Linked DNA regions of Gossypium arboreum: regions 1 and 3 are each linked to region 2. Evidence: chromatin contacts called from public Hi-C data. All regions are on one chromosome and are shown on one strand. Each heading gives the region's core, a stretch centred on a gene start, on an enhancer-like site or on the middle of the called end of the contact. The rest is flanking DNA. Distances are from core to core; before and after follow the strand shown.

Region 1 (3,077 bases), core at 374-2,873, 140 kb after region 2:
TGTGGCTATTATATTAGAACTTTTTGTATCGAGAAACCATCCTAGCAAATGAGTAAATGCTTACCCGAACTTGCTGTGAGAAAGCACTCAATCCAAAGTCTGAAATTTTAAGAACACCATAGGAGTCCAAAAGAAGATTTTCTGGCTGCAAAAAATGAAATGAACATGTCACATATGAATCAGGAAGCAAAACCCAAGTTCCAAAGTGGAAAGCTTTTAAGCAGTCATCAATCAGTTAATTGAAGCTGAACCTTCAAATCTCTATGGTAGACGCCTCTACTGTGGCAGTAATCAACAGCATTAATAAGCTGCTGGAAATAGCTTCTAGCCTCATCTTCTTTGAGTCTCCCGTGCCTGGCCTATAAATATCAAAGATTTATTACTTTAAACAATAAACTGCTATTGCGAATAGAAACTCAATGAGCGAATTTATATAAAATTTGCTTCATCTTCATTTAACTATAAATGCCCAACAAGTCCTTACAATTTTGTCGAAGAGCTCGCCACCATTAACGAACTCGATCACGATGTAAATCTTTGTCTTGCTCGCCATAACCTATGCATTAGAAGCAAAATTAAAGTAAAAAAAAAAAAAATCTTATCAACAATGCAAAGCAGAGTAAACCAAACACCATAATTGCAGACATTAGTTTTATTTACCTCAAATATTTTAATGACATTGGGATGCTTGATGAGCTTCATCGTTGAGATTTCGTTTTTTATCTGCCCCGAATAAAATTGCAATCATTAAAAGAGAAAAAAACAAAGAAACGAAAATATTAATGATTGAATATGAAACAGGTGAATATATTTAATCATGAACCCAGATTCGATTTAATCCAACGTTTGACCTATAGACCCCCACATTAAACATGGTCCCACGTGGTTCCCTGTTTCCGTAGTAAAGTTTACGTGAGACCCCATGTTTATTGGCGGCGGAGGGAGATAACTGAAATGCAATTTTTTGTTTTTAAATTTAATGTTGTTTTAAAATATGCATGGTGGGACATTGGAAAGGGAGATCACCTGTTCGACCATACGGTGACGTAGAACTTGATCACGATCCATGATTTTGATCGCCACACACTGGCCGGTCTCGACATTCTTAGCGAACTTGACCTTTGCGAAACTCCCCTCACCCAGGGTTCTTCCCAGCTTGTACTTTCCTATGCGTGTTCTACTCAAGTGACCCTGCGATGTTTTCTTCTTAGTGCTCATTCTTCTCCTCTCGCCCTCAACCCTTCGATCCGATTTCAATTTCCTTTCGTTATTGATTTTCAAGATGGTTTTCTTTTAAATCAAAATTGCAAGCCCGGCCGAAAACGGTGAGAGGAATGTGAAGGAAAACAAATGGGAGAAGGGAGAGGGAGAGGGAGAGGGAGAGGGAGAGGGGAAGGAGGATGGCTGTTTGAATCAAAATGATATTGATGACGATGTTTATGATGCCATTTATTTATTTGCACTTTTTGGGAGGCTGGGGTCCACCGCTGATGACGTGGATCCGATTTAGTTTTACCGTGTCCCTTCCGTGGCCTTCGTAATTTTACCCATCTGTCTCTCCTATTTACACCTGATATTTGTTTTATTCTTTTTAGGGCAGAGGGGCACGATTAGAGGTGAAGATGACCCCCGTCGGATCTTAATATAATTTTATGCGGGTTTTTAAGTTTGATTCGGCCTGAGTTAAAATTTTGTTCAATTTTAATTCACATAAAAAAGTTAAAATTTAAGTTCAATTCAGCCCATTTATATTAAAATTTTATATTAAAATTTTATATAAAAATAAATTTTAGAAATAAAATACATCAAATACACTATAAGTACAAACATTAAAATAAATGTATTGTTATGAATATATTATTAAGTAAATGTCTATTTCATTTATACTTTTATGTCTACAAATAAAATTTTGAACAAGCATTATATTGATCCTATTGATCAATAAAATATATTTTCTATTGCTTCCCATATTTTCTTTGTTCTTTACGCTCTCCATCTCTCTTTATTTTATAACATGTATAAATTTTAAAAAAATTATTTACACTTAAATAACCCTAAGATAGTTGCAACTTAGTAAACAAATACCTCTAAAATAATAATAATAAAATAAGAGTTATACAATATTCAAACAATAACAATAAAATAGTTATAATATAATAGCGAAATAGCACCAGAACTATGACAAAACAACAACAAAAATAATGAAAACAGCAACAAAAGCAGCAGTTTATTTTTATTTTTTTGCAAATTCGAGCCAAGCTAAGGCCAAAAAAGCTTACCCAAGACTCGATCGGTTTAGAAAACAGGTTTCATTTTTTTGTCCAAGTCTATTTTTCGGACCTATATTTTTATTTAAACTCTTCCACTTTCTCAGCCCGACCCATCATCATGTCTAGGCACCGAATTGAACTGAATTAGTATTAACTGAATTAATCGAACTTTTTAATCTTTTAAACGTTAACCAAACCGAAAGATTTTGGTTAATTCGGTCGGTTAACCGAATTAAAATTACATATAATTTATATTATTAATTATTAAGTTCGATTAATTACCTAATTTCAAACTAAATTAATTGAAAATTGAATTTTTAAAAAATCATTAACCAACTTCCAATCAAATTAAATTGATTAATCAACCAATTAATTAAATTAAGTGGATTTGATTGATTACACCCTAACCAGGGACAAAGCACAGGTATCCTTAAAAGACAAACTGTTCTGTGCCATTAACATTGTAATTCAACAAATAACAAATTATAGCGTAATATGGCAGGAGTCAAATCCAAATAAAAATATCCATAAATATAATGATCACGCTTAAATTTTGAATCACTGTTATAATTTATTTGTTTTTAGGATAAGCCACAGCACATCATCTTAAATAGTATATTTTATTTTCATCATTTAAATTTTTTATTAATTTAATCACTTTAATTCAGATAATTGTTTAAAATTTTCATTACCTTTAAAATTTTCATTAATCAACTAATTGACTTGATAGTTAAAAGTTAGGGACTTCTCTATAATTAGTCCAAAACACTTTTTTTTTGGGTTTATTTGCAACTTGAAATTTCAATA
Region 2 (3,186 bases), core at 123-2,622:
CCCAATAGATTCTTTATTTCATAATCACCATCGCAAACATGCGTGGACTTTAAATCAAACTATTTATTCATGTTGTCATGATTAGTCTCCAATTATAATAAATATGATATAATAAATAAATCATAGTAAATTATACCTGAGAGTCCTTAACATCATCGATATCACCCTAGCTGAGTGGTTAAATGCTCTAATGATTACCTATAGTGCGCAAGCCTCAATTGAAATAGCAGCAGCTCTAGGAGTCAATCGACAATAGTAAATTTTGTGATATTTTTGTAACTTATAGAGAAAAATAATTAAATGAGAATTGTGCTAATAACATGTTATAAAATAAAAAAGACAGAAAGTAAAGAACAAAGAGAATGGGAGAACAAAGAGAGAACCTATTTTTATTGATTAATCGGAATATTTACAAAGCCTTTCCAAAATCTCTATTTATAGTAAAGATCTACTTCTACTCACTATTAGAATTTAAAGTACATTAAAACTTATATTGATTTTAATGGACATCCACCTAATAGGATATTCATAACAATTTTGTATATTTTCACATTTATTTTATTTTTGTCTTGTATATTAATTATTAAGTATATGTCACGTTCAAGATTTTCAAAATTAAATTGGAAATTGAATTGGTCAGGATATATATATCATTTCATGTTATTTTTATCTTATATCGTAATCCTTTTTATGTTGAATTAATATCATATTTTGCATATATAAATTGTCACCGTGTAATTATTTATAAAAAATTATGAATTTGTATTGTGTTTATAGTGTGTCTTAATTTATAATTTTTCATACTTATACAATTTAGAAAAAAATATTTATGTGCTCTTATTGTGTATGTGATTTTAATAGTATAAAATTTTAACATAGCCTTTTGTTTTCATATTCTTAAATTTAGTTGTGTTTGTGGCATGTTATGTTTAGTTTTGCCATAATATTTTTCTATCTCAATTTATTCTATATTTTATATAATTATACAAAATATCTTTAAAACTCATAATTATACAAAGATTTATTTAACTTTAAAAATTAATTAATTAAACTAAAAGGGTCAAAAGAAAACCTTATTCAATTAAATTATGACTTAATTCAATCACAACCACCGTCATATCTAGAAAAGAGTAAATACTAATTAATGTCATATACAAGCGGCACATGTCAAATAAATATGTATTTGAAAGATAGTATACAAGTAAAGTATGAAGTGGTTGATCCGTCATTTTATCTTAACCAAAATTAATGATGAAAGGTAAGGAAATCAGAGCTTACATGAAATGATTAGAATGGTGACCTTTCCAAACTTTCTTAACTAAAATTAATATTACGTGCCACTGCTTGAGGCGCTACGGATAAAGTGAGATCAATTTGAACAAGAATTTATTATGTGTGTATAAAAGATAATACCAAGTAAATGCAACTGAACTTGAAAATCAGCCATGATAGAGTTTTTGAAGAAGACTATTCACTCCCATTATCGTTTTCTCGTTGGGGGCGGTGGTTGCAGTTCACTGAGCCCTCACCCTCGGGGAGAAGGGTTAAAAAGAGAAGGGTGAAATGTAGTTTTCTGTGGAGCTCTTCTTTTTTAAGGTCCCAGTTTAGTGTTTTTTGACTTTGATTGAGGCAACCTCCAACTGGGTCCTACCTCTCCCTGCATCCTCCTTTCAACTTTACAATTCAACACACTGTCGTTTCTCCAAGCAGTCTATAACTAAACTAGTACAGAAAGCAGTAATTTCATTGTAGGATCTTTTGGCCATTTTATGTCCTGCAACGTACACACACGTGTATATATATAGAATTCTCTACATACCCCATTTGGTACACCACCTCTCTCATCTTCCTTTCCTAGTTTATTTTTGGTCTCTTCATTTCTTTTTTTTTCTTAAATGCCGGAAAACATGAGCATATCTGTAAATGGACAAACTCACGTCCCTCCCGGATTCCGATTCCATCCAACCGAAGAGGAGCTATTGCAATACTACCTCAGGAAAAAGGTTTCCTATGAGAAGATCGATTTGGATGTAATTCAGGATGTTGATCATAACAAGCTTGAGCCCTGGGATATTCAAGGTATTTTACTTACATATCTAAGTATTGATTTATGTGTTCCATTGCCATTTACTTTATCAATATTGTAACTTATCCAGAGAGCTGCAAAATTGGAACCACTCCCCAGAATGATTGGTACTTTTTTAGCCATAAAGACAAGAAGTACCCTACTGGGACTCGGACCAACCGTGCCACGGCTGCTGGGTTTTGGAAAGCGACCGGCCGTGACAAAGTTATATGTAGCAACTGCCGCCGGATTGGGATGAGGAAGACTTTGGTGTTTTACAAAGGACGAGCTCCTCATGGCCAAAAATCTGATTGGATCATGCATGAATACAGACTAGAAGATAACATCGCTGAAACCAATATGGTAAACCTTTAAGCTGAAACCTTCTTAGTTCCCCCTCCCCTCCTTCATTATATTGCCAGTATTTTTCAATGATCAAAATCAGCTACAACATCATTCACTTTTAGGGAGAAAAATTGTTGAAACTTTAGCTTTTCAGGTTGGATCTTGGAAGTGTTGCATCTTATCGTATATAAACAGCTTAGGAAAAAGAAAAAGAAAATGCTATAGGATCTGAAAATAAATAATCTACGGCCTATGTAACTTTCCTACAAGGTTTTGGCCATTAAATTAATATTAACATTTTTTTTTTTTTTTGGAATCAAGGTCTCTAATGCTATGGGGAAGGGGCCACAAGAAGAGGGATGGGTGATTTGTCGTGTCTTCAAGAAGAAAAATCACCACAAAACCCTAGACAGCCATATTAGCTCATCTCTCACTGAAAAAGCCAGGGACCGTATGTTCCGTGCGTTCAATGATGGAGCCTTGGAGCAGATACTAGAATACATGGAAAGGAATTGCAAGGACGATAGTGAAGCTAACAACGGTACGAGTAGGAGATTCCTCAGCCCCATGGAGACATCCACCAGCAACGTCTACCCGGCCGACTCATTCATGGAACTCCCAAGCTTAGAGAGCCCAAACTCCGCCAGCAGCCAGAGCTGTTACCAACCCATGTTGACGGACAATGAATGTTCAATCACCAACCAGGTCAGTGGTGATCCCAACTCAGTTGGTAACAGTAACTCTAGGCTCACCAACTGGGCAGTACTTGATCGGCT
Region 3 (3,100 bases), core at 356-2,855, 170 kb before region 2:
GTAATATCCAGCAAATTTATGTATTTTTTAAAGGAATATCCAGAAAGAATCAGAATGAAATATTGGTGAAGAAAATCGTAAAGATGGAAAGTTGAAAAAGTAGAAAAATACAAAATGAACATATGATTAAAAGAAAACAAAATTTGAAAAATATTGTCTTTCAGCTTTTCGGTTCTTTCTTTCTGCCCTTCCATTTTACTACTCTTTTTCTTCTCGTCCTACTTTTCCACTCTACAATAGATAATATAGAAATTCACTACAGTTTATTTCTTCGTATCAAATAGCTATTCCCAACAACTGATAATTTCAGTTGGATCAAATCAAGAGATGTCATCTATAAGCATAATGAACCAACAATCAAAACCAACACAAAAACATGCATTGCAAAAGAATAAAGCAAATACCATTCAACACTCAATGAAGAATGAAACAAAAAAAAAAAAGGTCAAATATGCTTGTATAAATAAGAAAATTCAAACTTATAATTCAAAAAGGAAGCATTCATCAGTGTCACTTCATTTAAATTAACACTTCTAATTAAGAGAAAAATACCAAAATCAATAAAACTCAAAAGAGTTAGTGTCATACTTAATACGCTAAACCCGTAGTCGACTGAATCACACACTAAAAGGAGTTCCTAATCAAACAAACTGAATCCCATATCATCATCACTCTCTTCCTCTGGTTCCTCCTGCAAATAGCCAAAGAATCACATATCAGTATAAATGGTGCAAGGAAATAATAGAGACAAGGATATCACATCCACTTATTTATTCGTAATTTTTAATTCCACCTTCTTCTTTTCCTCTGCAGGAGCAGGAGCAGCAGCAGCAGCACCGCCTCCACCAGCAGCTGCAACAGGTGCAGCTGCAGCGACCGGAGCACCACCACCAGCAGCACCAACATTGGTTATGAGATTCTCAATGTCGCACTTCTCAAAAAGCTTAGCAAACAAGCTTGGCCAATAAGACTCAACAGAGACATTGGCAGCTTTAACTAGCGCAGCAATCTTCTCAGCCTATTAATGACAGTTAAAGAAACCCCCCCCCCCAAAAAAAAAAATACCTATGTTCCCATACAAATTGGGAATCTCTCAACAACAATAATCAAATTCCTATTTTCCAATAATCCTATCAAAGTATTAAAAAAAATCAAATAATAAATCATACAACCCTAAATTATTTGCATAAAGGATACGGTGATGGGGATGCCATCATCATAGAGAATCAAAGCAGCATAAGAGCAAGCAGCTTCGCCAACCGAAGACATCGTTTATGCTATTAGAATTAAACCAAATAAATAAATAAATAAAGCAATCAAAACACAATCAACGTAAAGATTTACATCAATACCGAAAAAAGAACAGAAAGGAAATTCAAATTTCCCAAGAAACAAACAAGAAAAGAAATGGAAAAAAATCAACGAATTTACCTGAAAGATGAATATAGGAGTGATGGGTTATCGGCAAGCTGTGCAGCGCCGCTCTGAGATCAATATGTTGTTAGGGTTTTCTCTATGACTTTGAGGAAAAGGGTTTTAAAGGGAAAAAAAAATAAACTGTAAATTGGGCTCCTATGTTTTCGGAGGCCCATTTAACCAAACAATAAAATAAAATTATCGTGGCTGTAAAAAAAGTGGCAGTTATATAACATTAGGAAAAAAAAAACAACAGCTAAAACAACGAACAACAACAACAAAAAAGAAAGAAAAAACAACACCGAGAAAACAAAAAAACATGATACACGATTGCACGAGTGCTTGAAGAAGGCCAAAGGGATTTTTTTTTTAAAAAAAAAGGCTTTGGGGTTTGATTAATCAGTGATGTGATCTTCCATAGAAACGACTCTCCAATATCAAAGTTCACTTTTTTTTTTGAAAAAAAGAATTCTCCATTTTTTAACCACTCTATATTTGGCTTCTGGGGTAGTTGTTTTGTTTTTTTTTTTTTTTTTTTGTGGGATTCTTAGCCATTTTCTTTCATCTCTGTTTCTCTTTTTTATTTGGGAGATTATTCTGTGTTTTTTTACATGTCTCAACAAAGGCAATTTCAGATGGTGGGTGGTAGCAACAATCCAGGAGCAGGGCAGTACAATGACACAACTTTTACGAAAATCTTTGTTGGTGGACTGGCTTGGGAAACTCAAAGAGATACCATGAAGCGTTATTTTGAGCAATTTGGAGAGATTATTGAAGCTGTTGTTATTACAGATAAAAATACTGGGAGATCCAAGGGCTATGGCTTTGTAAGCTTATTCATCCCTTTCCTTAATATGTATATATACATATCATTCATTCCATATGACAATTAGAAGGTGATTATCCTTATTTTCCATTTCCAGGTTACATTTAAGGATCCAGATGCAGCCATGAGAGCATGTCAAAACCCTTCTCCTACCATTGATGGAAGGAGGGCGAACTGCAATCTTGCTTCATTGGGTGCACAGAAGACTCGTCCACCACCACAACATGGTTTTCTTTCTCTCTTTTTCTTTTTAATTGTATTGGTTCTTGTTGAAATGTCATTTCCTTATCTCAATACCAACTCTTTATGCATATGTTAAATGGTCCTGGCGAATATTCACTTCAATATTTGGGGTGAGGAAAGTTATTGTTTGATAATGATATTTCAAAGGATCAAAAAATCCTCCTTTTTTTTTCCTTTGTTCATTCTGAAGATGTGTTTTTTACCATATTGGGAAAACATTTCATATTGGTCAATGCGATCTGGTAAACTGAAAAGTGGATCTAAAAACTAGAGTTATGAAACAATTTAATTTAAGATGAAGTCAATAAATGCAGGAGCTGGACGGTTTAGACCAGCACCTGGGTTGATGGCATCGCCTGTTTATCATGGTTCCTCATCAACATTCATCCAACAACCTAATAGTCAATATTCCATTCCATACTCTGCTTATGGGTGAGTTCAATTATTTTAGAAATGAAATTCAATGGCATTGCCTGCATGAATCCCAACTGGTTAAGCCTCAATGGCATTTCTTATTTTAACATGCATTTTAGTACTCTTTATTGCTTCATTTATCTCCTTTCATCATCCTCATTCCCTGCTTGGTTACTTTCAGGTATACGGGATACTCCCAAG

Evidence for each region. A called contact is a pair of places that touch in the nucleus more often than the background predicts.
Region 1: a contact with region 2 is called in a Hi-C map of leaf, with 2.4 times the contacts expected there. The contact joins the promoter of LOC108485527 here to the promoter of LOC108485844 in region 2. A contact is called at or near these places in 2 of 5 Hi-C or Micro-C datasets (both in leaf).
Region 3: a Hi-C map of leaf shows a contact between it and region 2, with 2.1 times the contacts expected there. The contact joins the promoter of LOC108458249 here to the promoter of LOC108485844 in region 2. A contact is called at or near these places in 2 of 5 Hi-C or Micro-C datasets (both in leaf).

Annotation. Positions count from the first base shown.
Region 1 is chr7:75,669,571-75,672,647 of ASM2569848v2, reverse strand. It overlaps LOC108485527 (CBL-interacting serine/threonine-protein kinase 9), which reads right to left and starts at 1,623. Exons shown (of 14, transcript XM_017789377.2): 1 at 1,027-1,623; 2 at 661-723; 3 at 485-556; 4 at 252-359; 5 at 65-145. The coding sequence starts at 1,218.
Region 2 is chr7:75,813,514-75,816,699 of ASM2569848v2, reverse strand. It overlaps LOC108485844 (NAC domain-containing protein 43-like), which reads left to right and starts at 1,372. Exons shown (of 3, transcript XM_017789691.2): 1 at 1,372-2,079; 2 at 2,157-2,428; 3 at 2,732-3,186. The coding sequence starts at 1,896.
Region 3 is chr7:75,983,617-75,986,716 of ASM2569848v2, reverse strand. It overlaps LOC108458249, which reads left to right and starts at 1,605. Exons shown (of 6, transcript XM_053030691.1): 1 at 1,605-1,923; 2 at 2,042-2,243; 3 at 2,340-2,469; 4 at 2,800-2,917; 5 at 3,081-3,100. The coding sequence starts at 2,052. It overlaps LOC108458291 (60S acidic ribosomal protein P1), which reads right to left and starts at 1,580. Exons shown (of 4, transcript XM_017757637.2): 1 at 1,432-1,580; 2 at 1,198-1,277; 3 at 794-1,018; 4 at 456-691. The coding sequence starts at 1,269. The coding sequence ends at 638.